Regions from separate parts of the Zea mays genome. Here region 1 is linked to region 2. Evidence: chromatin contacts called from public Hi-C data. All regions are on one chromosome and are shown on one strand. Each heading gives the region's core, a stretch centred on a gene start, on an enhancer-like site or on the middle of the called end of the contact. The rest is flanking DNA. Distances are from core to core; before and after follow the strand shown.

The links. A called contact is a pair of places that touch in the nucleus more often than the background predicts.
Region 1: a contact with region 2 is called in a Hi-C map of endosperm, with 2.4 times the contacts expected there. The contact joins the promoter of LOC103647502 here to the promoter of LOC100272439 in region 2. A contact is called at or near these places in 2 of 25 Hi-C or Micro-C datasets (ear and endosperm).

The regions. Positions count from the first base shown.
Region 1 is chr2:192,623,568-192,626,267 of Zm-B73-REFERENCE-NAM-5.0, forward strand. It overlaps LOC103647502 (cyclin-D4-1), which reads left to right and starts at 1,386. Exons shown (of 6, transcript XM_008672035.2): 1 at 1,386-1,849; 2 at 1,959-2,045; 3 at 2,193-2,291; 4 at 2,397-2,598. The coding sequence starts at 1,556.
Region 2 is chr2:192,298,018-192,300,741 of Zm-B73-REFERENCE-NAM-5.0, forward strand. LOC100272439 (carbonic anhydrase) reads right to left here and starts at 1,278. Exons shown (of 9, transcript NM_001359716.1): 1 at 973-1,278; 2 at 822-874; 3 at 1-34. The coding sequence starts at 1,068.

The DNA.
Region 1 (2,700 bases), core at 136-2,635, 330 kb after region 2:
GCAAGAAACCTGACAAAAATCGACTTCAAGTTGGAACATATGTGTGCTCTCTTCACCATTAGCCCAGGTGGTGCACGCGGTATAATGATGATGACTCAAAACAAATGATTATGTCTCAACTTAGACAACAATTATCACTCACATCACCACTTAGTGTCAGCCCCACCGTCTCTTATTGGCTGCAGTCGAGAAGACCTCAACACAAAGGGAATAGGCCAGCAACGCGTAACAATGATCCTCTGTCATGGAAAAGAGTATGTTGAACAAGCTCTACAATGCTAACTAGAGAATGTCCCGATCAAAATTGTCTGAGCAAAAGTTGTTGGGTCGCTCTGCCACTGATATGAACGATGACATGAAAAGGGCCCACAAGTTGATCTTAAAAAGTGACCAAGCAATTAAAATAGACGAGGAAGAAGATGCGAAAGAAGTGGAAGAGAAAAACAATGAGAAGAGTAGTGTATCTATTTTTTTTATAAATGATGTAATTTATATTTCTTAAGTTTGTATTTTCATGAATTATGTTTTTTCTTAATTATGTACTCTGATGATTTTTTTACTTTAATAAAACATCATGAATTTTAAATAGAAGTACATAAAAAAAAACTAATGTAGCGTTGAGGTGATTCTAAGCTGATGGCAAAGACTATACACTATAGCGCTATGGTAGATAAGGACCGACAATGGTCGATAATGTGATTGATAGTTGATGTGGCAGTTGGTAAGGCCGGTTCAGTGGTATTGCCCACTCAATTTGTTATCGTTAGGTCTATGTCATTGTCACGTCAATGGTCGTTTACACTACGGTTATAACTTATCGCTAACCAACAATCACATCAGCCGTCACCGTCAGCAGAAATAACCATTTTGTATCCTCTATTTCAAATACATAAAATAATATTGAATTTAAAACACTCATCCACAGTTTAGCCACGCAGTATAAATTTGTTCCTTTTTTGGCCGGAAATCGTCCACAGGTGTGAATTCAGTACTGGTAGCAGTAGTACTGAGTGAATATGACTATATATATATGTGTACATTATTCCTTTTCAAACTTCAACGTTGGTAATAAGGTAACCACTTATTATTACCTGAGTGGCTGGGTCAAAAAGCCGAAATGGCACAAAGAACGCTGAAAGTCCATGCCGTAAAAGCTCTAAAAAGTAGAGCGTCTCAAAGTACAGACTAGAAAAGAAAAGAAAAATAACAGAAGGAAAGCGAGCATCCATTTCTCTAATCACAGCCTCATCCTTCCTTCCCGCTGCCCTTGTCCAAGCTTTCGCGTACTAATCGCGTCCTCGTCAATGCTTGCCGAAAATGCCCCCGCCTACTCTGCACGCCGGTTCATACAAAAGGGGCCTCACGTCACGGCACACAGCACGCAGCACATCGCTCACTCCGTCACTCGCTCCTCCTCCACTCCTCGCCTTCCTCGGTCGCATCAAGAACACGAGCAGGAAGGAGAAGAGGAGGAGTCCTATCAGAGCCAGACAGCCAATCAGTATCTGTACCATTACCGTTCGGGCACCAGATTACCAAAATCCTGCAGAGGGGAATGGCGCCGAGCAGCTACGAGATGGCGGCTTCCACCCTGCTGTGCGGCGAGGACAGCAGCAGCATCCTGGACCTCGAAGCGGGGGGCCAGGAGGAGGAGGAGGAGGTGCTGCTGGCGCGGAGCAGGACGCGCGGGGAGCCCAGCGTGGTCTTCCCCGTGCCGTCCGAGGAATGCGTCGCCGGTTTCGTGGAGGCGGAGGCGGCGCACATGCCGCGGGAGGACTACGCCGAGAGGCTGCGCGGCGGGGGCACGGATCTCCGCGTCCGGACGGACGCCATCGACTGGATTTGGAAGGTGAGGTGCTGCTCTCCTCGGTCAATGCAGTCTTCGCTGATCTCTCGAGTCCTTGTGCCCGTCCATCCGGATTCCGGGCTATGAATCTGACAGTTTCGCCTCTCGACAGGTTCACGCGTACTACGGTTTCGGCCCTCTCACCGCCTGCTTGGCCGTCAACTACCTGGACCGCTTCCTCTCGCTCTACCAGCTTCCGGTAAGAATCGTCAAAGCCTACGAAGTGATGGTGGAGTGGCACTGTTTACTTCTTGGTGCTTGGAACAAAAATGGCGTTCAGAAATCAGAGCGTATGTTCCAGTGTTCTTAGTGCCGGTAATGACGCCTGTCTCGATCACCGTTTCAGGAAGGCAAGTCTTGGACGACGCAGCTGCTGTCCGTGGCGTGCTTGTCCCTGGCTGCCAAGATGGAGGAGACCTACGTTCCTCCGTCTCTGGACCTGCAGGTGAGAGAGCAATGCGTAGGGGACGCACACACCACACGTTCCAGTGGGCCGCCCCTGAGACCTTGTTCCTGATCGCTGCTGTTGTTGGGTCCTGTCGGCCAGCAGGTCGGGGACGCGCGGTACGTGTTCGAGGCGAAGACGGTGCAGAGGATGGAGCTGCTGGTCCTCAGCACGCTCAGATGGAGGATGCGAGCGGTCACCCCCTTCTCGTACATCGACTACTTCCTCCACCGGCTCAAAGACGGCGGTGCGCCGAGCAGACGCGCCGTCCTCCGATCCGCGGAGCTCATCCTGCGCGTCGCGAGAGGTGAAAATCCTCACCCGGTGCAGCTCTCTCTCTCTCTCATAGACAACCATTGGCGCATTTCGATCGATTGACCCGACGTCGCTGTTACGGACGGACGCATGG
Region 2 (2,724 bases), core at 28-2,527:
TCTGGAGGCCATTGTGACAGATAATAACTCTCTCCTGCAGAAGACGATCTTATTAAATAATTTTCTGCCCAAACATATTAAGAACTGGGTGGATTGGAGGCCAGGGTGATCTCTGAAGGATCACAACGATGTTTTTGTGGTACAAGAAAATGCAAAATCCTGGCTGGCAAAATTCATGTGAGTTTATGTAATGTCCGGAGATCACAACACTATATAGGTCTACAGATAATTGGTGTAAATTGGATGCGACCCCCCCCCCCCCCCCCCCAAAAAAAAAAACTTATCTGAAAACCACTAATTAGCTGATAATAATAAATATAGAGTTATCTGAAAGCGATGTTTTAGGATAGGCTTAAATTGGAACCGTTCGTGAGTACATTAAAGCACTTACAATATGTCAATCCACACAGAGGAAAACAAATATATCCATCTACCATTAGTGTTTCCATCCGACAACAGTGTACTACAGGCTACTGCAAATTCAAATCGCAAGAAAGTGGAACGTTGATCTAAACTGTTGAACCAAGTAGTTGACTAAGCTAAACGGCCCCCAGAAATACAAATTCTCAAATCTCAATTTGGATCTCATTTCTTGCGCTGCAGAATTCACCAAGCTAAGGTACATAGTAAGCCACCGAGGAGGCAATTGGAGTTATTGCACGGAGAAGCTAGATAAGTAGTTTAGATACTCAAGGAACCAGGGGAGGTTGCGCCGGACACGATGGAAGCAAGGGAATCGTGAAGACAGACAGTTGCGCGACCTGATCGCTGATCCAAACTTAGAAGCTGCAGAAATTACAGAGGAGATCGACTCGACTCACCGGCTAGATCCTCCCAGCCGCAGAGCAACACCGCGCGTCCCCGAATCACCGATCTGCGGCACCCGAGAAAACCCAGAGATAAGCAAAGAGGGAGTCCCAGCGAGTCGGAAACCCCAAGAGACGGCGAAAGCGAGCGCGGATAGAAGCTCACCATAACCGCGCCGTGGCCCCTGCCGGAGTCGGGGGTTGGCGCGGCGGCAGGGCGGAGACATCGGGAGGCGGAGCGGTGGAGGACGCCGCTAGCCATGTGAGCACGGGGCAGGGCGTCGTGGTGTCCGGGCCTGGGGCATTCGAGGAAGGGGAGCTTGGTGCGGCAATGGCCGGGGGTGCCTCCTTTTAGGGGAGGTGAGCAGCGGACAGACAGCAAGGCGGAGGAGACGGGGACGACGGCGATGGGGCGGAGGAGTCGAGGTCGAGGTGGCGGTGGCGGTGGTTTTATTGTTTTAATCTGTTTTCGTGCAAAGTGATTAGTTACCGTGATTGGACTGTTTGGGGCTGAAATTTCATTGACGCTCCAGTGTGGGTGTGGGCCGGGGCGACCGACCCGCGCGAGAGTCGTGCCGTCGGATTGGATGTGCGGTGGAGCGACCCTCACCGTTCAATTCCCTACTTGTTGGAGCGGTTGCAGTGGGTGGGACACCTGGCAGGCAGGACCGTATTTATTAGGCCCGCAATGATCAATGAATGGTCTACAAACGTCCATACGGATACGGTAGAGTGATTGGAGTTGCCTGTGTCCAATCCATACGCATGTGTCGTTTTACGACGCACGACGACGTATCATGATTAGAAGAAGAATACTCCAGACGTCCTGCTGGTAGTTTTTGAGGAAAAAAATAGAAAAAGAATGCAGACCCGCCATTGAATAATGAGCGTGATCGACGGAAACGAAGATGACCGCAGCGGGGACAGGAAAAACAAGAAACACACACACACGAGGTATTCGCGCGAGCAGAGAAGTGCTCGAATGCACGCTTTTACTACTATATCTATCCATGGCTCCATGCTCACCGATGCTCTCCACGCCGAGACAGCCGCCGCTCGTCGGGGCGCGGCGTGCGGGGCGGCGGGAGGAGCTCATCCTTCCGGGCGGCCGCGTGCCGCTCGCCGCCGTCGTCTGACTCTGAGGACGGGCACAGTCGCCGCGCCGCCGCGGAAGCCGAGGACGCGCGCGTCGTCGAAGCAGCGGCGAGGCGGAGCAGTGCCGTGCGCGGCATGGCCTGGAGAATGGACGGGCGGTTGTGGTGGATCACTGGATTCTGGACGGCCACGTGCTCCTCTCCCAACCTCCATGACAGCACCGCGCTTTGCGATTGGCTCTATAGAAGAGAGAGAGAGAAGACAACTGCTCCACCTCCAGATATGACACGGACAATGAGTGGCAGGCCTATCCTCTTCGCCGACTGCGCACGACACTTCGAACCCGTCACCGGCACGGAAGTGAGCACCGGAAACAGGGCCACAAAATTGAGCAGAAAGACGTCCGCGTCGCGTCGCGGCACCCTCGTGTCCGCATGCGCGCTTTAATTTGATTAAAGAAATTTGGCTCTTAAAATATAAAATATAGTAAGATAACTGAACATTTAGGTAGTGTTTGGTTTGGTGTCAACGAGGGATGGGACGGGATCAACCTTGGGCTGATCCCGTCCCTTATTTTTTGAGGGATGACCTCATCCACCATTTTTGAAGAATATTCCTTGACCCTGACTCTGGACCTCCAAACCAAACGCGGGTCAAGTTAGAATGATCTCATCCCATCCCTCTTCATCCTTCCTCGTCCCTCCATCCAAACACTACCTTAACTATTTTAGTTTCGTTCCCGTTATGACCGAACTAATGGAACTTTTTTTTTTCCAAAAGAAGCTAATATAACATTAAATACACATGTTACAAAGTAATTACA